Linked DNA regions of Oryzias latipes: region 1 is linked to region 2. Evidence: chromatin contacts called from public Hi-C data. All regions are on one chromosome and are shown on one strand. The core of a region is the stretch at or near the end of the contact, and the rest is flanking DNA. Distances in the headings are between cores, read along the strand shown. Region 1 holds the start of LOC101168461 (trichohyalin). Region 2 overlaps LOC101168211 (calmodulin-binding transcription activator 1-like).

The links. Hi-C and Micro-C count contacts between places; a contact is called where the count stands out from the background.
Region 1: a Hi-C map of embryo shows a contact between it and region 2, with 2.3 times the contacts expected there. The contact joins the promoter of LOC101168461 here to the enhancer-like site in region 2. A contact is called at or near these places in 3 of 5 Hi-C or Micro-C datasets (embryo and gastrula embryo).

The regions. Positions count from the first base shown.
Region 1 is chr7:20,926,871-20,930,225 of ASM223467v1, forward strand. It overlaps LOC101168461 (trichohyalin), which reads left to right and starts at 1,426. Exons shown (of 13, transcript XM_011477459.3): 1 at 1,426-1,926; 2 at 2,112-2,223. The coding sequence starts at 2,175.
Region 2 is chr7:20,887,529-20,890,817 of ASM223467v1, forward strand. LOC101168211 (calmodulin-binding transcription activator 1-like) reads left to right here. Exons shown (of 19, transcript XM_023956778.1): 9 at 1-1,926. Among protein-coding and RNA genes, the nearest start is that of LOC101165144, 36 kb to the right of the region's middle. Within about 2 kb of position 1,748, at least 1 of the 8 cell types and tissues checked has an H3K27ac peak or open chromatin away from gene starts, as enhancers often do. A contact at or near this core is called in embryo, where this site is marked.

The DNA of each region.
Region 1 (3,355 bases), core at 176-2,675, 39 kb after region 2:
TCGACGTGTTATCCCTACCACGACAAAGGTGGATAAAGGTGAAGAGGATTTTATGTAATCCATGGACACCAGTGAAGATCACAAATCATTGAAGAAAAAAGGTTCAGCGCACTGTCTAGTGGGGTCCCCTGATGGGAAAAGCCGAAAGAGAAAGGAAGGCACTGTCTTGTGGGGTCTAGATGACCGAACTCCCAATGGTAAAGTGCCTAGGATAGCACAAGGGATAAACAAGATCATTCATTTTTAAAAAGACTTTGTTTTTCTTGCTCTTATTTAACATATGCAGAGGAAAACTTACTTTGGCCTAAACAAGGGTTTTGTTGTGGCAGCATGGGTGGAAATGGCAGTGTAACGACGAGGGCGTAATTTGATCCTTTCTTTTCAACTAAAGTAATCTAATACATCTGCAGCTTATGTAAATTCTATAGTACAATAGCAGAGAGAGATCTACGTTTATAACATCATTGGCCTCACCAGTATAAAGGCAGGATCAAAAACAAGACAAAAAAAACATTTAAAAGATGTAAAATTTAAAAAACAACATGGTATAAAGCAATCTCTTTAAAGTGGAGTCATACATATATTTATATGCTTTGTAACAGAGCTCTGGCTGCATTTTTTATTTTTTTTTTACTGATAATTTCTTCACCTGGTTCCATTGATCGAGCTTTGTGATCAAATACAAATCCTCAGTTCTGTTGTCGTTCATCAACACAACCACTAGAGGGCAACCTTACATTTAAGAAATGTAACTGAGGAGCTTTTACGCGATAAACTTTGAAATTAATGGAGATTTCTACCAAGTTAGACAACTGTAACCCTTGTGCTTTCCTAGGCACTTTAACATTGGGAGTTGGGTCATCTAGACCCACTAGACAGTGCTCTGAACCTTTTTTCTTCAATGATTTGTGATCTTCACTGGTGTCCATGGATTACAATGAAATCTTTCCACCTTAGTTTATCCACCTTTGTCATGGTAGGAATAACACGTCAATGTAAGGGTGGGCTCATCTAAGATAGCACAAGGGTTAACACCTTAATTTATTTATCCATGGTTATTTATACAGAAACTTTTAAGAAACAGTGTTCTTAAAATTTTATTGAACAATGTAAAACACTTATACAACTGTATTGCTTTGTCAACTTAATAAAGGGTTATTATATGTTTTTGTTTCTTTTAAAAAAATTTACCATGCGCATGTAATGTGTTGATAAACATTATATCGTCGAAATAATAAGGCAAAAGTGAATAAACAGTCAGCTACAGACTTATCCGCAGATGATCGCAAGTACCATGAAAATTAGGCTGTGTGCTGCTTTCAAGGGCTCATGGAAATGTTTCCATTCATTCAAAGAACATGTATCATGAGTATTACGTAGTATTTTTCTCTCTTTGTTTACAGTAAGTGGTTGATCCTGGAGTATCACCATTATGTCTTTATTTCTTTATATCATTTAGGAATCCAAACTATGGCAGCATGTTTTACATTTTAACGGGATTTGAAAGTTGTGGCACGGATGGCACTACGTTTGAGCTTTGAATGTGTCCATGAACGCAGCACAGTTGCCCGCCCACGCTGTTGCTGCTGCCGAGTAGGATTCATGAAGAAGGAGCAGCTGAAGCGTCAGTCTGTGGGCTAACTTTGACTTCCCACCACGAGCTGAAGGCTCTTTGTTTCTGTTGTGGTAAAAACACGACCGTTTCGTGTAGTTTTCCTCGTAAAAGGGAAACTCGTCTGAAGTGGGAATCGCGTTTGCGGTATTTTGGATTGTTAGCAAAGAAGCAAATTAGCGACAAAGCGAAGAAGGAAAGAGGAAGGAACAGAATAAAAGTGCACTTTTGGGAGTTTTTGTTGTTTCTCCACAAACTTTTCAAGGGAAATTTGCGCGTGGGACGCCTAAAACAGTGCAGCGAGTCAGGAACAGGTTGGTAATTGTACTTCAGTCGATATACCTGCTTCAGGTTTGATGTTTTGTTTACAAGCCTCATGGCTGCAGCCTCATTAACTAAACTTCCACTGGTTGAAGTTATTGCTGATGTCAGAAGATAACCCTTAAACCCGCTTCTCAGACTTTCCTGGCTCTGAAAACCCATTTCCGTGTTTGAACAGCCCGCTTCTGTTGTGTCCGGGTCTTCTGTGAAGTCATGAAGCAGTGAGTCCAGGCGCAGAGAGATGGCAGAACTGGAGATCGACCAATCCAACCTTCCACGTGTCCACGAGGGTAAGTTGTCCTGCAGACCCTCACGTGCACGGAAACTGTGCGTAATGGTGTGTTCTGCTGTCAGCAAGAAGAAAAAAATAAAAACGTTTAATTAAATCACATAAGCGTCATAGGAGGTTTGTGTTTTTAATTTTGCACCTGCAGCAGCAGCAGAGAGTCTGGATCTGCACATGACATGGAGGAGTTGGGACATGCAGGTACAGGACAGCTGAGGAGGGAGGGAATTTTCCACACTCAGGCTTTGTTTTTCAGCTGTACACAGTTATCATTGACACGACTGGTATGCTGAGTGCAGATAAAGCTGGGATGGCTGGGAAAATGTGCCATCAGGCTACAGCTGCAAGACAGTTACCATAGCAAACTTTTTTTTTTAAATTAAATCTAATTTCTTCATGCCAACAAAATGATTTATTGCAGTAAAAAAAATACAAAATGTATGCATGTCGCTTACTTACTAGTTTCTATGCAGCTCTGATCTAGTCCCCCCTCCCCATGTGTGAAGTGGAAAACATTCATAAGTTAGGAATTTCTGAGGAATGTCCTGAATATAGATGCTTAACTCAGCCTTTGAGCCCTCACTAATGAATGTGGTAGAAGTGGGTCTGCATGGGCCCTGTTTTTTTTAATCAGGAGAGATAACTCAACGATCCACTCTTGTTTGCACACACAAAGGGAACTCTGTGCAGCATTGCATTTTCACGCCTTATCGAGCAGGGCCAATGCACAAACAAAGCAATTAATGACGTCTATAAATATGTCAAAGAAGCAGAATACGGATGAAAAGTGTCTGGCCTGAAAGACGCTTTACTTCTGTTTTTCTATCATGCCTGGAAACTGCAGGTTTTTGTTTTGTTTTGGTGAACATTGTAGCTGCGACTACAGTTTCCTCAGGGGTTTGTCCTTCTTCGCCTTTCATCGAAGAGCCGGCGCTAAATGAACTCCCTTTGTTTTCATTGCCCTCTTATCTGTTCCTGTTTTGGCTTTGCTGTGGCTCCTCCTGATATAAGCCAGCGTGCAGAGGGAAGGCAGCTCCCTGAGGAATTCAACTTCTTCCCAGTGTCAGTGACAGCATTTCATTACCTCTCACTTCTCTGTGTTCCCCCCCCCAAAAACGTATGTCCAGTTTGTACGC
Region 2 (3,289 bases), core at 498-2,997:
GTCATGTCCAGCCTGTCCCAAAGTGTGTTTATGTCTGAGGTCCCTGGAGACCCTGTCTACAGCATGTCACCTACTGGGGGTCCCAATCCTCACCTGATGGGTCCTGATGCCACTTCACAGGGCTTGGTGCTGTCTGTGAATGCTGATCGTCACAAATTTGCCTTCCCTGGTGGAGGAGGAGTAGGGGAACCCGGAACAACCACAGCAGGAAATAATCTGTCCATGTTGTCCACAGCTGGGGTATCGGAGGAACTGGTGCTAAGCAGCAGTCTGGACTCTGGAAGCATAAAGATCCCAGAGACTACCATGAACTTTGACCCGGACTGCTTTCTAAACAATCCCAAACAGGGCCAGACATATGGAGGCAGTGCACTGAAGACAGAGGGCAACTCCTCCTCAGCCTCTTCTGGGGGAAGCAGTAATACCAATGGAAATCTGCAGCGCTCTCCCACCATGTCGGACAATGGGTACACTTTCAGCTCAGCTCTCGTGAAGAACATCAAGACAGAAGATACTTCCTTTGAGCAGCATCTGGCCAAAGAGAGTGGCTACCAGGTGGGTGGAGTGGTAAACTGTGGAAGTGGAGTCTCTGTGTCATCTGGTGGGACCTCAGGCCAAGGCAACCTTGGTTTAACTTCAGCAGGTTCCTTGCTTCCCTCTGGCGGGGCTCTTAGTCCCAGCACTACCTTGGAGCAGATGGATTTCAGTGCCATTGATGCCAAGCAAGACTATACATCTGGTGCTACCACGGTGACCTACGGTCAGGCCCTGCCCAGTCCTCACATGCAACACCAAAATCGTTCACCCAGCTTCTTCCTCCAGGATGCTTCTCAACCCAACCAGAATCAACAAGGGAGGCCCGGCATGGGACAGAAAACACACATGATGGAGCACAACTCCCACGACTCTGGAGTTTATATGGGGCTGCAGGTGGTGAAATCCGACTCTACCGGCACCAATGGACATCTTCATCACCACCATCAGGCTCATCAGGCCCAGCACAGAACCAACTGTAATGGAGGCTCACCCACAGAAGGGCCTGGTCAGGCTGGCTCCCTGCAGTTGTTGCAGTACCAGGGCAGCTTTCCAGGACTGGGCTCTGAGCATGAGGAGGTGGTTGGTTTGGAGCAGCCTGGCAGTGTGGGTTCAGGTCAAGCTGGAGCCTCAGAGAGTGGAGCTGACAATCTGCTCAAGCCAGCAGATCATATTCAAACCTGTGGAGCTGGAAATGGAGAGGGAGGAGGAGCAGAGCACTACCTGCAACAAGCTTCAGACAGTGGAGGGGTGGGGACAGGAAATACAGGTGAAGGAATAGCTATTCATAATGGAAACAACAACAGCGATGGCAGCAACCGCACCCAGCAGCAACAACAGCTACAGCCTCTACTCCAAGGCACAAACATGGTACAAGGCCTGTATAACGCAGTAGGAACCCACCAAAGCTTAAGTGGAGCAGCCAGTAATGGAGGAGCAGGAGGAACAGGCATGGAGATCAGTCTGGACCATTTTGACATATCATTTGGAAACCAGTTTTCTGACCTGATTAATGACTTCATCTCAGTGGACGGTGGTGGAACTGCCATGTCAACTGCAGGGGCCCTATATGCTCACCAGCTGGTCACGTCTCACAGCTCAGAAAATCAGAGCACAGCAGGTGGACCCGCCCAGCAGGGCCAAGAGGATGGAGGCGCTAGAGGATCTGGCTATAGCCCCTCAGATCTCTGCCTCCAACCCTGCTGCAGTCCCCAGTCTTTGGGGGGAAGGGCTGGGGCAGAAGGGAACACGGGGGAAGCAGGCTCGCTGTCCTACATGAACGTCGCAGAGGTGGTTTCTGCAGCTGTTGCCCAGGGGGCTCTGGGGATGCTGCAGGCCACGGGGCGCCTCTTCATGGTCACTGACTACTCCCCTGAGTGGTCCTATCCTGAGGTAAGAAGCTGCACTCTCTTACCTTCATGTCTCTTATTGAAGGATTTAGGTTGGTGCTTCATAAATGAAAAAAATATCTGTAGTATTACTGTTTGTTCTTAGGCCCATTTAAAGAAAAAGTACTGATTTGAAATTAAAACAATTATTGGAAGACTATATTACTGTCATGCATTGATCACATCATAAATTGCAATTGGTTTATTTCAAGCAATCAAAACAAAATCTTGAATAAGACAAACAAAAGAAATCTATACCTACAAATAGACATATCAGACTTGACCCGAGGAACCCAACAGTTTGTAGCCACTGACTGTATATGAGAACTGGACTGAGTGATTCCTTCCCACTTTGTGTTCAAGTCAGGAACTACCTCCAAGAAGCCAAAACCCATTGGCTTCTATTGAGAAATAAACAGCTATTACTAATTCTATTTTTTAGAATCACCATTCTGGCTCTGATTCATCTTTTTAACATGTTTTGGATTAGATTGGATTTTTTTTTTATGTAATCAAACTAAAAATAATTCTCGCTAATCCAAATTTTTTTAATATATATTTTTATTTATCGCACGTTATTAAAGTTATAAACTGACCAATGAGATGCCTCAATAAAAGCATGTGGTACCGGCTGCCCCCCACCTCAAGGTCTGATTGACAGATTCTCCTGAGCCGCTTTCAGTAGAAAGGGTGTGGACTTCAAACAAGCTTACTCCTGATTGGTGACAGTAGTTCCCATAGAAGCGTTGACTCAGATCCACTTAGACCAATCACTTTTGTTTGGCTCCATGGAAAAATGGCAACCGAATTGACTTCATTTCACTGGAGCCAGAAGTAAGGAATTTTCTATGGGTGACATCCCACTCACTCAGTCTAGTTCTCTTACAAAATCATTAGTTGTAGCCCATCTTGTGAATTTGTCTGAATGTGGTGGATTTTTAAGTTTTTCCTCCACCTCATTCACTCTGTCTGCAGCTTCTTGAATCCTGTCCTTTTGATAATCCACAGAAGTCCATGGTCGCCTCTTTTCCTGGTGCATCTTCTTTTGACCTATTTTGCCCTTCCATTAGTCTTTCCACTGATCTGCTTTGGACACAGCGCTCTGTGAACAGCCAGCCTTCTTAGCTAAGAACTTTTGTGGCTTACCGAGACTACAGAGGGAATCAATGATGGTCTTCTGGATAGCTCTCAAGTCTGAAGTTTTCCCCACATTGAATCAAACTGAGACAATAGGACCAAACTGATCAAACTTAATGACAAATGGGGAACCTGTACATGTGCTTTGAGTGTAGTAGATGATTATTTGGTGAAACTCAGTTTAAAACACTGGTACCCAGCAAATTTGGTCAAATTTCTTTTTTGTATTT